Regions from separate parts of the Macaca mulatta genome. Here region 2 is linked to region 1. The links are chromatin contacts, called in public Hi-C maps. All regions are on one chromosome and are shown on one strand. The core of a region is the stretch at or near the end of the contact, and the rest is flanking DNA. Distances in the headings are between cores, read along the strand shown. Region 1 holds the start of TMEM86A (transmembrane protein 86A). Region 2 holds the start of SPTY2D1 (SPT2 chromatin protein domain containing 1).

Region 1 (6,780 bases), core at 2,871-5,370:
CACACACACACACACACACACACACACACACACACAGAAGCTGGCCCCCTCCTTTGGCATGGTTCACCCTAGCCCTGGGGACAGGATCTAAGGGTGGTATATGGGACCTGAGCTTTGGGCTTGCCTGAGAGAGAGATGGGGCCACTTGAATTCTTGAGACCCCAAGCTCCGAGACCAAAAAAGTTCTCTCTCCTGCCTAGCCTGGATCCACACCTCTTCATATCCCCACCCACCACTTAGAGATTGAGATTGTTCAAGTAACAAGGATAGAAGAGGGAAAAGGGAGGCTCCACTCTCATCCAGTCTTCCCAACTAGGGGCCTGTGAAAGGGGCTCCTGGGTCTAAGTCTTCTCAGCACAGATTCTCCCATTTCCCTCAACTCTGTGCAGATGAAAAAGGGGAGGAGTGGACGAACCACTGCCATTGGTCCTAGGCATAACACATGGAGTCAGACTCTTCCACCTGGTAGGGGAAGGGGGTGTGTCAAGAAGCTGAGCACCATCACCTTCCAGGAGGGCTTTTGAAAGTCCTGATGGGGTAGAGGTGGGGAGATGTCTACTTCTGGCTCCAGTCAAGGATTAGGCTGGCTCTTTTAGCTCTCAGCATTGTCCTGGACCACGAGTTCCGCTAGGGAGATCCTTTTCCAGCCTCCCCACTCAAACTTGCAAATTCCTCAGGCAGAACCTGCTGCCCCAGGATGGCACTGCAGCCATCCTGATCCAGCTCCTGCAGCTTCCCAGGATCTGGGCCCCAGCCCCAGGAGGAGAGAGGGGTGACCGGACCCTGGCACCTCATTTGGCCTTGCTCAGTCTGTAGTGTTCCACAGGCTCCCGGCTTTCGACAGCTGACAGGGCGACGAGCATTTGAGCCGCATAGTAGGTGGACATGATGAGCGCCCGAGAGTAGGGCACAGGAAAACAGAATTTGTTGAGGGCGATGGTCAGGTCTGAGATGATAAAGAAGAGTGCACCACTGCCAGCTGCCAACTCTGTCCAGCGCCAGTCTGCCCCGGCCAGCCGCAGCCCTGCCATAGCTCGCCAGCCCATGAAGCCGATAAGGGCCACATAGACCCCCACCAGGTAGGTGAAGGCACCTGAGAGGCACGGGTAGAGGAGGGCATAGCACAGACCAGACAGCACTGCCATCACCAGACCTGTCCGAAGAGCCAGTGGCCGCATGCCAAAGGCCGAGGCGTAGAACATGTGGGTCACAGCAAACATCAGCAGACCTGGGGGTAAGAGGGGCGAAGGCAGCTGAGGGCAAGCTTGATGAAGAATGAGTAACAGGGTGGGGGTAGGGATGGAGTGGAGTGTTTGGGATAACCCAGCAGCTTTGCTTTGGGATAACAGGGGTAGGAAAATCTAAAGTTAAAGACCCCCACCCCAGTCCCCTGAAGGACTCTGGAACTGATCACTAGTTCCCCTGCGAGGTCATCCCCTAACAGGGACCCTCACAGTCCCTGGTCTCAGAAACCCTCAGGCTCCCCATACTCTGGTTCAAGAACTCCCTCTTCCAAATCTTTGCCCACAGCCCCAGGACCCCTCTATCCCCAAGCCTAAGGACTCCTCCCAGGCAACTACTATGGCCACTGACCATGCACGAAGTATCCTTGGTCCTGCCAGATGAGGAAGGCGTCACCTACAGCAGAGAAGACAAGCCCCACAAAGATGCGGGTGGCACTAGGGTGGGCCAGCAGGAATCCCAGGCCATGGGCCAGAAGGAAGAGCCAGAGGCAGAAGATGGGCAGGCATTTGATGAGGGTGCTGACCCACGACGGGCTAGATGAGGGCAGCCAGAGCACGAAATACACGCAGGTGGCCTTGAAGAACGGCACCAGTTTGGGTCCTTCACTCTTCACCTGGAGGACACAGGACAAGGGCAGCACTCAGAACCTGGGGGCTTAAAGCCAGCATCCTCAGCCTAGGCATCCACCCAGAGACACTCCCACCCATACCCCCACCTCACTTCCACCCCAACCTGAGAAGACTGACACAGAGAAACCCTGCCTGACCTGCCTGTACCAACCAGCAGGTTGTGGCCAAACCCATCACTGCCCTGAGGCTCAGTATACTAGGAGGGGGAAGGGCTCCACTGTCCTTGCTGTCTGCCTCCACTCTTGGCCCTGGGGCTGGGCCGGAATAGTCACTCACTGGGCAGCAAACAAACTTTGGAATAATGTCCCCTTCGGCAGCCTAGTGTGCTTCTCCCTTCCTGCCCCCTCCTTCTCCCTCCTCAGGGCCCCTTTGGCCCCCCTCTCTGCCAGCAACAGCCCCCAGCTGTCTGGAATGGAGTGAAGTCAGTAGGAAACCACAGAGACGCCCTGACTGGCCAACTCGTGATCCTCAGCATGGGGCCAGGGTGCAGCCTTAGGGCCCTGGCAACACCAGGTGTGTGCCAGGAATGTGGGAAGGCAGGCAATGCCAACCACCTCAGCCACCACAGCCTCTCTCTCCTCAATCAATCTGTTCCTCAGCCTCCACTCCACCTGCCCCAGCCTGAAGGTGGCATCAAGGGCAAGGAGAGCTATGCTAGGGATGCTGGCTAGACAAATGGACCCATGAGTTGGGAGCAAGAAAATTGTCCCTCAAACACCAAATATTTCAAGGATTGGGGGAAGGGAGGGTGTGTGTCAGTCAGTCTCATTTCCCAGAGAACAAGAACAACTCAAGCCACACCAGAAAGAGGCAGGAAGCGGGGGAGGGGTTCTCTTCCCAGCTTCTGATCTGGAGCCAGCAGACAGGCTGGGAGATGGGGAACTGAGAGGGGGAAGTTAGAGCAGCTGACTTGGTCTCAGCCGGATTAGCAGAGGGCAGCTAAAGAAAGGTTGTCCCCAAGGCCACTGCAGGCAGAGTCCAAGCTGGGGGTGGGGGCTGCAGCGATATTCTGAATCTGTGATCCTTGAAACTCCCTTCCTTGGGCTGCTAACAGATTCCTTGAGGGTGATATGGAGCAGCTGGGGTTCCCTGTACACCCACACTCTGCCTAAAGTGATTGTGTCTCTGGCTAAGTGAGCTGTCCAACACAGGACTTGGGAAACACTCAGACTCCCAGACCACCAGGTACTTAAGGACTAATCAGACTGTGATGATGAGGATTGGGAAGAGGCAGATGGGTGGGTCCAGGTTCCAAGCCTTTCCTTGTTCTGCCAGAGGTAAGAGCAGTGAGAAGAGATGACTTCCACTTCCCATGGAAATTAAGGCTGGTCAGGGTAGGGGCATGGTCAGGGTAGGGGCATGGTCAGAGGAGGAGGCTGGAGGGGATGCCCAGGCCCACAATGCCCAACAACCACCTGCCAGCCCCTGGGAGCATTAACCTCCGCTCCATGGCCTCTCCCAGCCCCATATTTTCTAGAAGGAGATACCAGCAGTAGCTGGGGAGACTCTTACAGTTATAGGGAAGCCAATAGTAGAATAAGGAGGATGGGGAGACGAGACAAAAGGCTCGAGCTGATAAAGTCTGAAAAGCAGGGGATGTCAGAGAGAATGCCCCCTTTTCCTCCAGCGCGTTATCAGCGCTCCTTAGACTCAGGGGCGTCCGCCAACTTGTTTACAAAATGGGGAAGGTTAGGAAACAAACTTGGGACGGCATTCCCAGGAGGTCCCTGTCATCCTCCCAGCACTCCCCGCCCCCACGCCTCCCCGTGGTCCGCCTACGCAGAACCCGGCGGCCGCCAGCGGTCCCCTCCCTCTCCCGGGCCCCGACCCCGCCGACCGGCGCCAAATACGTGGAGATCAACAAAGTCACGCTTCCGAGTCACGTGGCCAGTGTTTTCCTCCCTCCCGCGGGCGGGCTGGGGGCGAGCGAGGAGGGGCGCCGCGAGTCTGAGGAGCGGGGGACCGTGACAGCGCCCGCCTCCCGCCGGGGAACGCCGGCCGCCGCGGGACCCCCGCCCCGCCTCGGCCCCTAGCAGCTCGGCCTGCCGAAGTCCGGTGGCCAGGCCGGTGGGCTCCAGCCGCGCCGGAAACTGGCTCGCTCGCTCGCTCACTCACCACAGTGACCGGGGACACCATGGCGGGGGCGGCGGCAGCGGCTGGCACCCCGCTCCCGGCTGCAGCGGCCAGGACGCGCCCACGGCCAGGTGAGCCGGCGACGACTCTCCAAAGCGCGGAGGGACGGACAATACCTCCCGAGCGCCAGGCGCCCGGGTTCTGTCAGCTAGCCCCGTGACGTCACCGCGGCCAGGGCCAATGAGCGGGCGGGAGCCCGGGGGGCGGGGCCCGGCTGGAGGCGCCGGCCAGGCCTCCGGCTGCTGCTCGGAGAAACGAAGCATCTCCCAGGGGTCAGAAGGCGGGGACCCCCCAGACCCCGCCCCCTTGGGAGGCCGTGCCAAGGCGTCCACGGAACGTGAACGTGACAGTGATCCCAGTGCCTGGGTGAGGACTGAGCTTGGCTCAGAGACAAACACATTGCTGTCCTGGACGCACAGCCACATACATTTTCTCATAACCCAGGAGCAAAAGGCAAAGACAGATTCCCTTAAGCCTTTAAACATGCAGTCCACGCCGATACAATTGCAACTGGACCCACAACCTTCACTGTATACAAACACACATCCAAATCATCAGTGAACACAAAACATTCGACTTGAAAAGCGGCACGTATATAGGTATGCAGCAGCCATGGACCCATAATCGTAGCATATACATCACACATACAGAATCATATTTACCCTTAAGCACTCAACAAGTACACAGATCCAAAACCAATAACCACAAATTGGCATATATTCTCCGAGTAAGAATAGAAACATAAGGCCGGGCGCGGTGGCTCAAGCCTGTAATCCCAGCACTTTGGGAGGCCGAGGCGGGCGGATCACAAGGTCAGGAGATCGAGACCACAGTGAAACCCCGTCTCTACTAAAAATACAAAAAATTAGCCGGGCGCGGTGGCGGGCGCCTGTAGTCCCAGCTACTCAGGAGGCTGAGGCAGGAGAATGGCGGGAACCCGGGAGGCGGAGCTTGCAGTGAGCCGAGATCGCGCCACTGCACTCCAGCCTGGGCAACAGCGTGAGACTCCGTCTCAAAAAAAAAAAAAAAAGAATAGAGACATATACAGGGGCTCTACAGCAGCTCGTAGACCCATGACCCCAATATAGAAACAAACACAGATAATTGCCCTTAGGCACACACCTCTTACAACTCAGAGACAACTGCCACACATACAAGAGCACCCCAAGAATGACAGACAGGTAGACCTGAGTATACTTAAGGACCCAAAGAAGCGTGAGCCAACTTTGCCAAAAATACGTCCCAAGTTGATTTAATGTTGATTTTACGTAGACTAAACGAACACAAGCTCATTCTGAGCCGTGCATGTTCAGAATCATTGGAATTACATGGATGGAGAGGTAGGTGGCCAGATGGACTGAAATCTAGTCCCAGTTTTGCCACTTCCATGCTGTTAGATTGGGTGAATCACTTCCCCTCTCTGGTCTTGATTTCCTCTCTTAGAAGATGAGCGGGTGAGTTCTAAGGTTCCACCCAATTCTGACATGTATAGGATGGGGAAGAGGAAGGCCTGCTGGTTTTAGGAAATTTAAGTCTAGCAATCCTGGAGATGGAGATTTCAGCTATATCTCAAAGGATGGACAAGTGGTCTGTAATCTGCTGTAGAAGGGCAGTAGCTGTGTGTCAGGCTTTGGGAATTGATGGGAAAGGGGTGACCAGCCCTAATTAGCAGCCATAAAGGAGTTTCAAACATCCTTGCATGGTGACACAGGCCCTTGTGCTGGTCCTGAGCCTTGTGCTGTTTGGGCAGAGACCCACAGGCTGAAGTCTCCTGTAGGCCCCTCCCACAATGGGTCTCTTCCTTTGTCTTCTGGATCCTACCCAGTTTTCCCTAAAGTCCCAACACCCATTCAGAGGGGTGATAGTCCTCTTCTGGTGACGGAATTAGCAACCAGAGCTTCAGAGCCCAGTACAACAAGAGTGATAGTCAAGGCTTGGAACAGGGGTCACCCAGATCTTCCCCCCATCCCCTCCAGTCCCCTCCAGCATAGAGTTCTAAGAGTCAATGACCTCTGCCTGCTCCGCTTTCTTTCCAGTTAGGGGCTTCAGGGAGAGCACCTTACCATAATGAAGGACTAGAACTGCTGCCCCAGGGCTTTGTCATACACACATACACACACACACACACACACACACACTTCTACAAAGTGTGCTGCCTAGCGAGAACACTGGCTTGAGAGTTAGAAATGCCATTCTTAGCCCTAGTGCTTCCTTCTCCGTGACTCACTACTGTGGTTGTATAATTGAGCACATCATTCCATCTTTGGAGCTTCAGTTTTTTTCATGAATAAAATGGAGGAAATGGGCTAGTAGAAGGTGCAAATATTCCAGTTTTCTAGCCAAACCCTCTAACATCACCTGAGGGATAGTTCTCAAACAGAAATTGCCAAGTCAGGGCATTTTTCATTTCTCTAGACGTTAGTTTGCCTCTCTATAAAAATGAGAAGGTGGGGGCCGGGTGCGGTGGCTCACGCCTGTAATCCCAGCGCTTTGGGAGGCCGAGGCGGGCGGATCACAAGGTCAGGAGATCGAGACCACGGTGAAACCCCGTCTCTACTAAAAATACAAAAAATTAGCCGGGCGCGGTTGTGGGCGCCTGTAGTCCCAGCTACTCGGGAGGCTGAGGCAGGAGAATGGCGTGAACCCGGGAGGCGGAGCTTGCAGTGAGCCGAGATCGCGCCACTGCACTCCAGCCTGGGCGACAGAGCGAGACTCTGTCTCAAAAAAAAAAAAAAAAAAAAAAAAAAAGAGAAGGTGGATTATATCTGTGGTT
Region 2 (6,780 bases), core at 3,161-5,660, 65 kb after region 1:
ACCTTGTTAGCCAGGATGGTCTCGATCTCCTGACCTCGTGATCCGCCTGTCTCGGCCTCTCAAAGTGCTGGGATTACAGGCTTGAGCCACCGCGCCCGGCCTCTTTTTCTCTTTTCTTTCTTTTTTTTTTTTAGATGAAATCTGGCTCTGCAGCCCAGGCTGGAAGGAATGCAGTGATGTGATCTCAGCTCACTGTAACTTCCACCTTCCAAGTTCAAGCCATTCTCCTGCCTCAGCCTCCTGAGTAGCTGGGACCACAGGTGTGTGCCACCATGCCCAGCAAATTTTTATATTTTTAGTAGAGATAGGTTTTCACCATGTTGGCCAGGCTAGTCTTGAACTCCTGATGTCGGGTAATTTACCCGCCTTGGCCTCCCAAAGTGCTGGGATTATAGGCATAAGCCAGCGCGCCTGGCCCTTAATTACCCCTTTATTTATTACTATTATTATTTTTAGAGATGTAGTCTTGCTCTGTCACCCAGGCTGGAGTGTGCAGTGGTGCCATTTCAGCTCACTGCAACCTTCACCTCCCAGGTTCAAGCGATCCTCGTGCCTCAGCCTCCCATGTAGCTGGAACTACAGGCATGCACCACCATGCCTGGCTAATTTTTGTATTTTTAGTACAGACGGGGTTTCACCATGTTGGCCAAGCTGGTCTCAAATTCCTGATCTCCAGTGATCTGCCTGCCTAGGCCTCCCAAAGTGCTGGGATTACAGGCATGAGCCACCATGCCCAGCCTTAATTACCTCTTCAGATATCCTGTCTCCAAATATATTCACATTGGGGGTTAAGGTTTCAATACCTGAATTTTGGGGGGACCACAATTCAGCCCATAGCACATATATGTATGTATGTGTGTGTCTCATTTCTATAAATAAACCACGGACACACAACCAAGTTAGATGTTTTCAAAGATACATATCCTAGATTTATACTGATATGCTAATATTATATGTTCTATGTATCCTACATACATATAGTACATTTATATATATATACATTATATATTGTACATTAGGCATCATTGTGTGTATACAAACATCTCAGAAGCACACTCAGCAACTTTATATGGTAGTATCCTCTAGGGAGGGAGGTGAGATTGAGTGAGGCTGATGGGAACTTTGTTATTTTTTTGTCTGAAAATTTTTTACATCAAACCTTATATTCAAATACTGTGCCATACATCGAAAAGTACAAAACAGAAACTTGCCTAAGGACACACAGCCCTTCCAAGGCAGAACCTGGACCTGTGGTTGGCAAAGACCCACTTCATTCCATTTTTTCTGGTTCACACTACCCGAGTTTACCTTTTTCCCAACAGCCCCGACCCACCACCCTGGTTATTGCATATCTCTCACCTTTTCTTCATTACCAAGTATCTTGAAATATCACACTCACCTGTCCTTCCTCATGGCCTGGAGTCTCACTCTGTCACCCAGGCTGGAGTGCAGTGGTGTGATCTCGGCTCACTGCAATCTTCATCTCCCAGGTTCAAATGATTCTGCTGCCTCAACCTCCCAAGTAGCTGGGACTACAGGAGCCCACCACCATGCCCAGCTTATTTTTGTATAGACAGGGTTTTGCCATGTTGGCCAGGCTGGTCTCAAACTCCTGACCTCAGGCGATCTGCCTGCCTCAGCCCCCCAAAGTGTTGGGATTACAGGTGTCAGCCACCTCGCCCGACCTTCACTTACTTTTCTGACCTTTATTTCCTAGCATTCTCCTAAATACACCCACTACTTGTTATTTCAACCCTTTAATACGCTTTTCACACTCTCTAAATGTAATGTTGTAGCTGGAATTTTAACACTTCTAGAGTTGCCAGATAAATACAAGACACCTAAAGTTGAATTTCAGATAAACAACAAATGATTTTTGGTGTATGTCTTTCCAATTTAACTGGATGGGCCAGGCATGGTGGCTCATGCCTATAATCCCAGCAATTTGGGAATCTCAGGCAGGCAGATTACTTGAGCTCAGGAGTTCAAGACCAGCCTGGGCAACACAGCGAAATCTCGTCTCTACAAAAAATATAAAATTGAACCAGGCATGGTCACATACACCTGTGGTCCCAGCTACTTGGGAGGCTGAGGTGGGAGGATGGCTTGAGCCCAGGTTAAGGTTGCAGTGAGCCGTGATTGCACCACCACACTCCAGCTTGAGCGACAGAGCAAGGTCCTAACTGGATGTCCACATTTTTATTTGCTCAATCTGGCAACGCTATTCCCCACACTTTGTAGCCCTAATACAGTTAGCACTTTCTGTTTTACATAATTACTTGTGTTCACACAAGAATTAAAAGTTCTGATCAGGCAGGCAGGATATGGGTCTTTCTTTGTATCATCCATAAGGTTGGGCACACAGTAGTAGTTTCCCAGGAAGTATTTCCTGAACTCAATAATAGACTGTTTTACAAGGATACAGGAAAATTGCTCCTCATTCCTTACCTCATTCCCACCTCCAGCAGTTGTTCTTGATTTTGACTAACTAGGTATTAGTTACCTAATCCAAGCCCTTTTACATTATAACTCCATGTACATAGACTTGTACCAGTTCAAATGGGCTAACTGAACTGTAGAGTCTAGTGTGGGTAACCTAAGGGTTCTAGTCTTGGCTCTCCCATTGACTAATGATACAGTATTAGTCTAATTTCATCTCTTCAAGCTTCAGCTTTTCATCTATAAAACAGTAACAAGAAATGCCTTATAGACACTCATGATTAGATCAGATAATCCATGTCAAGCACTAAGCATATAGTTAGGGCTCAATGTATACTAAGTATTAGAATATTGAATCTTGGGAGCTTTCCACTTACCGATTCATTAATTTGGTCAAAAAATCTTTGTTGCAGCTTTTACGTGCATTAGCAGGGAACTGTGCTGGTGATGGAAATAGTGATGGGTAAAATAGGCCTATGACCATTCTCATAGCTCTAACTACCACAGATACAGCCAACAGTTAAAAAAAAAAAAAAAAAGTAATTACAAACTAAAATATTCCATGAAGGGAAATACTGGGGGGTTGTAAGAATTTATAAAAGGGGCCCTGAGATAGCTGAGGAAGAGTTTCCTTTAGAAATGATAGTTGGCATTAATTGAAAACACTCACCATATGCCAGTGTATTCGTTTGCTAGGGCTGCCAATAACAAAGTACCACAGACTAGGTGGCCTAAACAACAGAAATTTATTGTCTCACAATTCTGGAGGCTAGAATTGTGTTGTTACCTTAAGGTCTCTCTCTTTGGTTTGTAGATGGCTGTCTTCTCCCTGTGTTTTCACAAAACGATGTAGGAGAGAAAGCCTTATCTATAATCAGAGGAACACAGGCAACTGCCTGTTATGTGGCTCAGGTTCCATAATGACGTTCCTTTAAGGCGCAAAATAATTTAAAGTTTCAACAGCTTTGATTTTGAATTACGTTCACAGCATTAAAGCATCAAAGAGTAAATAAGACTCAGCAGCTTTGCCTAGCACGTTTTAACAGCTTGACATGTTTACATACTGTATCATTCACCCGTCTTAAGTGTACGATTTTTAGTACATGTATAGTGCGACCATCCCCACAATCCAGTTTAGAGGCATTTCTATCCCACCGAAAAGATTCCGAGTATCTGTCTGGTATCAATCCCCTGGCTGGTTCACACCTGCAGACCCAGGTTTGCCTAATTATTTTCAATGTTTTTGCTAAGTCGAAATGACCTTACAGATGCAAGATGACTCTCAAAAGGAAGTCAGGACTAGGATCCCAATGAATATGAAGCATATGTTCATCAGTACACCAAAGTATGTAGAGGCTGGGTCTCTGTATGTCAGAAATTCCTTAATTCACTGCCTGAGCAAAAATACAGGTTGGCTGCCCCACGTAAAACTTATTTTCTAACCGGGGTAAAAGCAGTAAGCACGTGCCCCCATCCCCGGCACCCGTGCATCTGAGGAGGTGAGCGCACTTCCAAGTGGCGGGATTTGATGAGTAATGTTCATCCAAGACAGCACCGGGCGCTGCCGTGTGCGCCTGCGCAGCTTCGCGAGCGCCTAGACACAAGAAGCCCAAATCCTGGCTCGAGATCCGTCTGTTCAGCTGTTGCGGCGCCGCCGTTTGGATCTGAGCGCCTACCCGTGACAGCCAGAGAACCCAGGCTTTCCCTACCACCCCCTCACTTTCCCTACCCAGCGCTCACCAGGAGCAACAAGATGACAAGGCCACGCACTCGGGCCACCGGGGAAGCCGCTCTCCGCTTAGCCACACCCGCTTGGTCGCTAAAATGCCTAGTCCCTGCCCCTCGGGCCGACGCCAGCAGCCACGTATCACGTTTGTACGTGTCTCGGCCTAAAAGCGGAAGTTGCGCAGGGACTCGCGAGCGCTGTGGCGGCCCTGAAAGGATATAGGCCGTGGAGGGAAGGGGGCGGGCAGACGGCATAGGAAGGCGCCGGAAGTGGTCCCGCAGAGGCGGGGTGGCAGTAGGGCTGCCGAGGCAGTGCACTTGGCTGTAGCTGGGCTCCTCGGTTAGGTCCGCTGTCAGTCCTTTCCGAGTACCTGGCCCAGTTTCTCCCGCCTCGGCCCAACATGGACTTCAGAGAAATTCTCCTGATAGCTTCCAAGGGACAAGGTGTAAACAATGTGCCGGTAAGTAGCAGCTGGGGCGTCATGTAGGGGGACCCTAATCTTCCAAGTTCGGAGTATGTGTGGCCAATGGAACTTCTAGGCAGCCACCTATCGGCTCCGGGAGAGGAAAGACCTGGACGCCTTATTTTCTTTTCTTGGATTTATACTGTTGGGAACTCGGGGGAAAAGGGCTTTGGACGAGATGCGGGAGCCATCCTGTGAATGGGTTTTGCCGGCTTATTTACCCCTGCAACAGGGACTTTGCGGTTTGGGTGTTTTAGTTAGAACTGCGTGAAAGCGGTGAGTGAGCTGTGCCTGGCACGCAGTGGATTCTAGCGCTGGTAGTTTTTGGCTTCGGCATAAACTTCAGCCCAGAGATTGGGAAGGAAGTATGTATGTAAGGGAGTTAGGGGGGTTGGGGGTCCTTGGCCTGATAGCCTTTTGGCTGGTTTCTCATCAATCTTCAAGTCAAACGTTTAGTGATTTCTTGAAAGAATTCTCTGACGCGGCCCCACCCACTCAGCCACCGAGGTGATTAAATTATCACCTCCCAGGAGATGAGTATCATTTTTGGGAAGAGAAGTTTAGCAGATTCCACGAAATTCTTGGCCAACAGAATAGGCGAGCTAGTTTCAGCTTCCGTTTACTTGTAGCCTTCCAGATTTCAGTCTTTGTTTAAAATCTAGGTCCCATTTGCTCAGTAGATGTTTGTCAGTTCGCTTACAGTCGCAAGAGTGGTGTAAGACTTAAATGGTAAAGTGGTGGAGAGCGCCTGGTTTCTGGGGGTTGTGGCTGTTTTGCATAAGCTAATCATTTCCAGATTTTCAGATGGTACCCACAGCACAGCTGTAAACCGATAAGTTGCATGGTGATGCCTGCGGTTTGAGCAGTGAGGTGTAGAACTAAAACGACTCTCAAAGTCAATTCAGCTAGAAATGAGCTCCCACGAAGTGCTCTGCATTTCCTAGATATTCGTATATTGCAATATTCATTTTTTTCTCTTCTGCCTCTTTTTTTTTGTCTTCTGAGGCTAGTTCATTCTTTTATCCCTTTGAAAATATTGATCTGAAAAAGGTCTGTATTTATGTTTATAAATATGTGTATACACACACATACACAGCCATCCCCTATCCCAAGAACTCTGAATAACCATTCCTCTAAGCCGTGAGTCATAAGCTTCGCATGTTGAAGGTATAGAATCAAACCTTTGAAACCCAGATCAACAGATTTACTTTCTAGAAGCATCTGTAAATTTTCCAGATGAATCAATATTGGGTCTAGTTACCATTCATCTTTGCATAAGTTGGTCTATATTTCATTCTAGATCTTATTGAATTTCAGTAGAGGTCAAAGACTAGCTTTGATGCCCAGGACTGTTCTATGGAAGAATCAGAACTGTCATTTCTTATTTTGAAAGCCAGTAGCTGCTGGGAGAAAAGCAGACAGATGACCCTAAAGCAGAAAATTTCAAAATATGTGTATATTTCATAATATATGCATTATCTATGATTGGAATAACAGAGGAATCAAAAAGGGGGAAAAAGTAATTTAAAATTTAATAGATGGCCGGGTACAATGACTCACACCTGTAATCCCAGCACTTTGGGAGGCCTAGGCAGGAGGATCACCTGAAGTCAGGAGTTCAAGACCAGCCTGACAAATATGAAACCCTGTCTCTACTAAAAATACAAAAATTAGCCAGGCATGGTGGTGTGCGCCTGTAATCCCAGCTGAGGCTGGGACAGGAGAATCGCTTGAACCCAGGAGGCGGAGATTGCAGTGAGCTGAGATTGTGCCATTGCACTCCAGCCTGGGCAACAAGAGCAAAACTCCATCTCAAAAAAAATTGAGGCCGGGCGCGGTGGCTCAAGCCTGTAATCCCAGCACTTTGGGAGGCCGAGACGGGCGGATCACGAGGTCAGGAGATCGAGACCATCCTGGCTAACACGGTGAAACCCCGTCTCTACTAAAAATACAAAAAACTAGCCGGGCGAGGTGGTGGGCGCCTGTAGTCCCAGCTACTCGGGAGACTGAGGCAGAAGAATGGCGTAAACCTGGGAGGCGGAGCTTGCAGTGAGCTGAGATCCGGCCACTGTACTCCAACCTGGGCGGCAGAGCGAGACTCCGTCTCAAAAAAAAAAAAAAAAAAAAAAAGATAATATAGCCATATATTTTA

The links. A called contact is a pair of places that touch in the nucleus more often than the background predicts.
Region 2: a Hi-C map of fetal cortical plate shows a contact between it and region 1, with 1.6 times the contacts expected there. The contact joins the promoter of SPTY2D1 here to the promoter of TMEM86A in region 1. A contact is called at or near these places in 2 of 14 Hi-C or Micro-C datasets (cortical neurons and fetal cortical plate).

What each region holds. Positions count from the first base shown.
Region 1 is chr14:46,686,820-46,693,599 of T2T-MMU8v2.0, forward strand. TMEM86A (transmembrane protein 86A) reads right to left here and starts at 4,121. Exons shown (of 3, transcript XM_015114655.3): 1 at 3,990-4,121; 2 at 1,594-1,858; 3 at 1-1,228. The coding sequence starts at 4,010. The coding sequence ends at 792.
Region 2 is chr14:46,752,025-46,758,804 of T2T-MMU8v2.0, forward strand. It overlaps SPTY2D1 (SPT2 chromatin protein domain containing 1), which reads left to right and starts at 4,411. Exons shown (of 6, transcript XM_015114657.3): 1 at 4,411-4,625. The coding sequence starts at 4,566.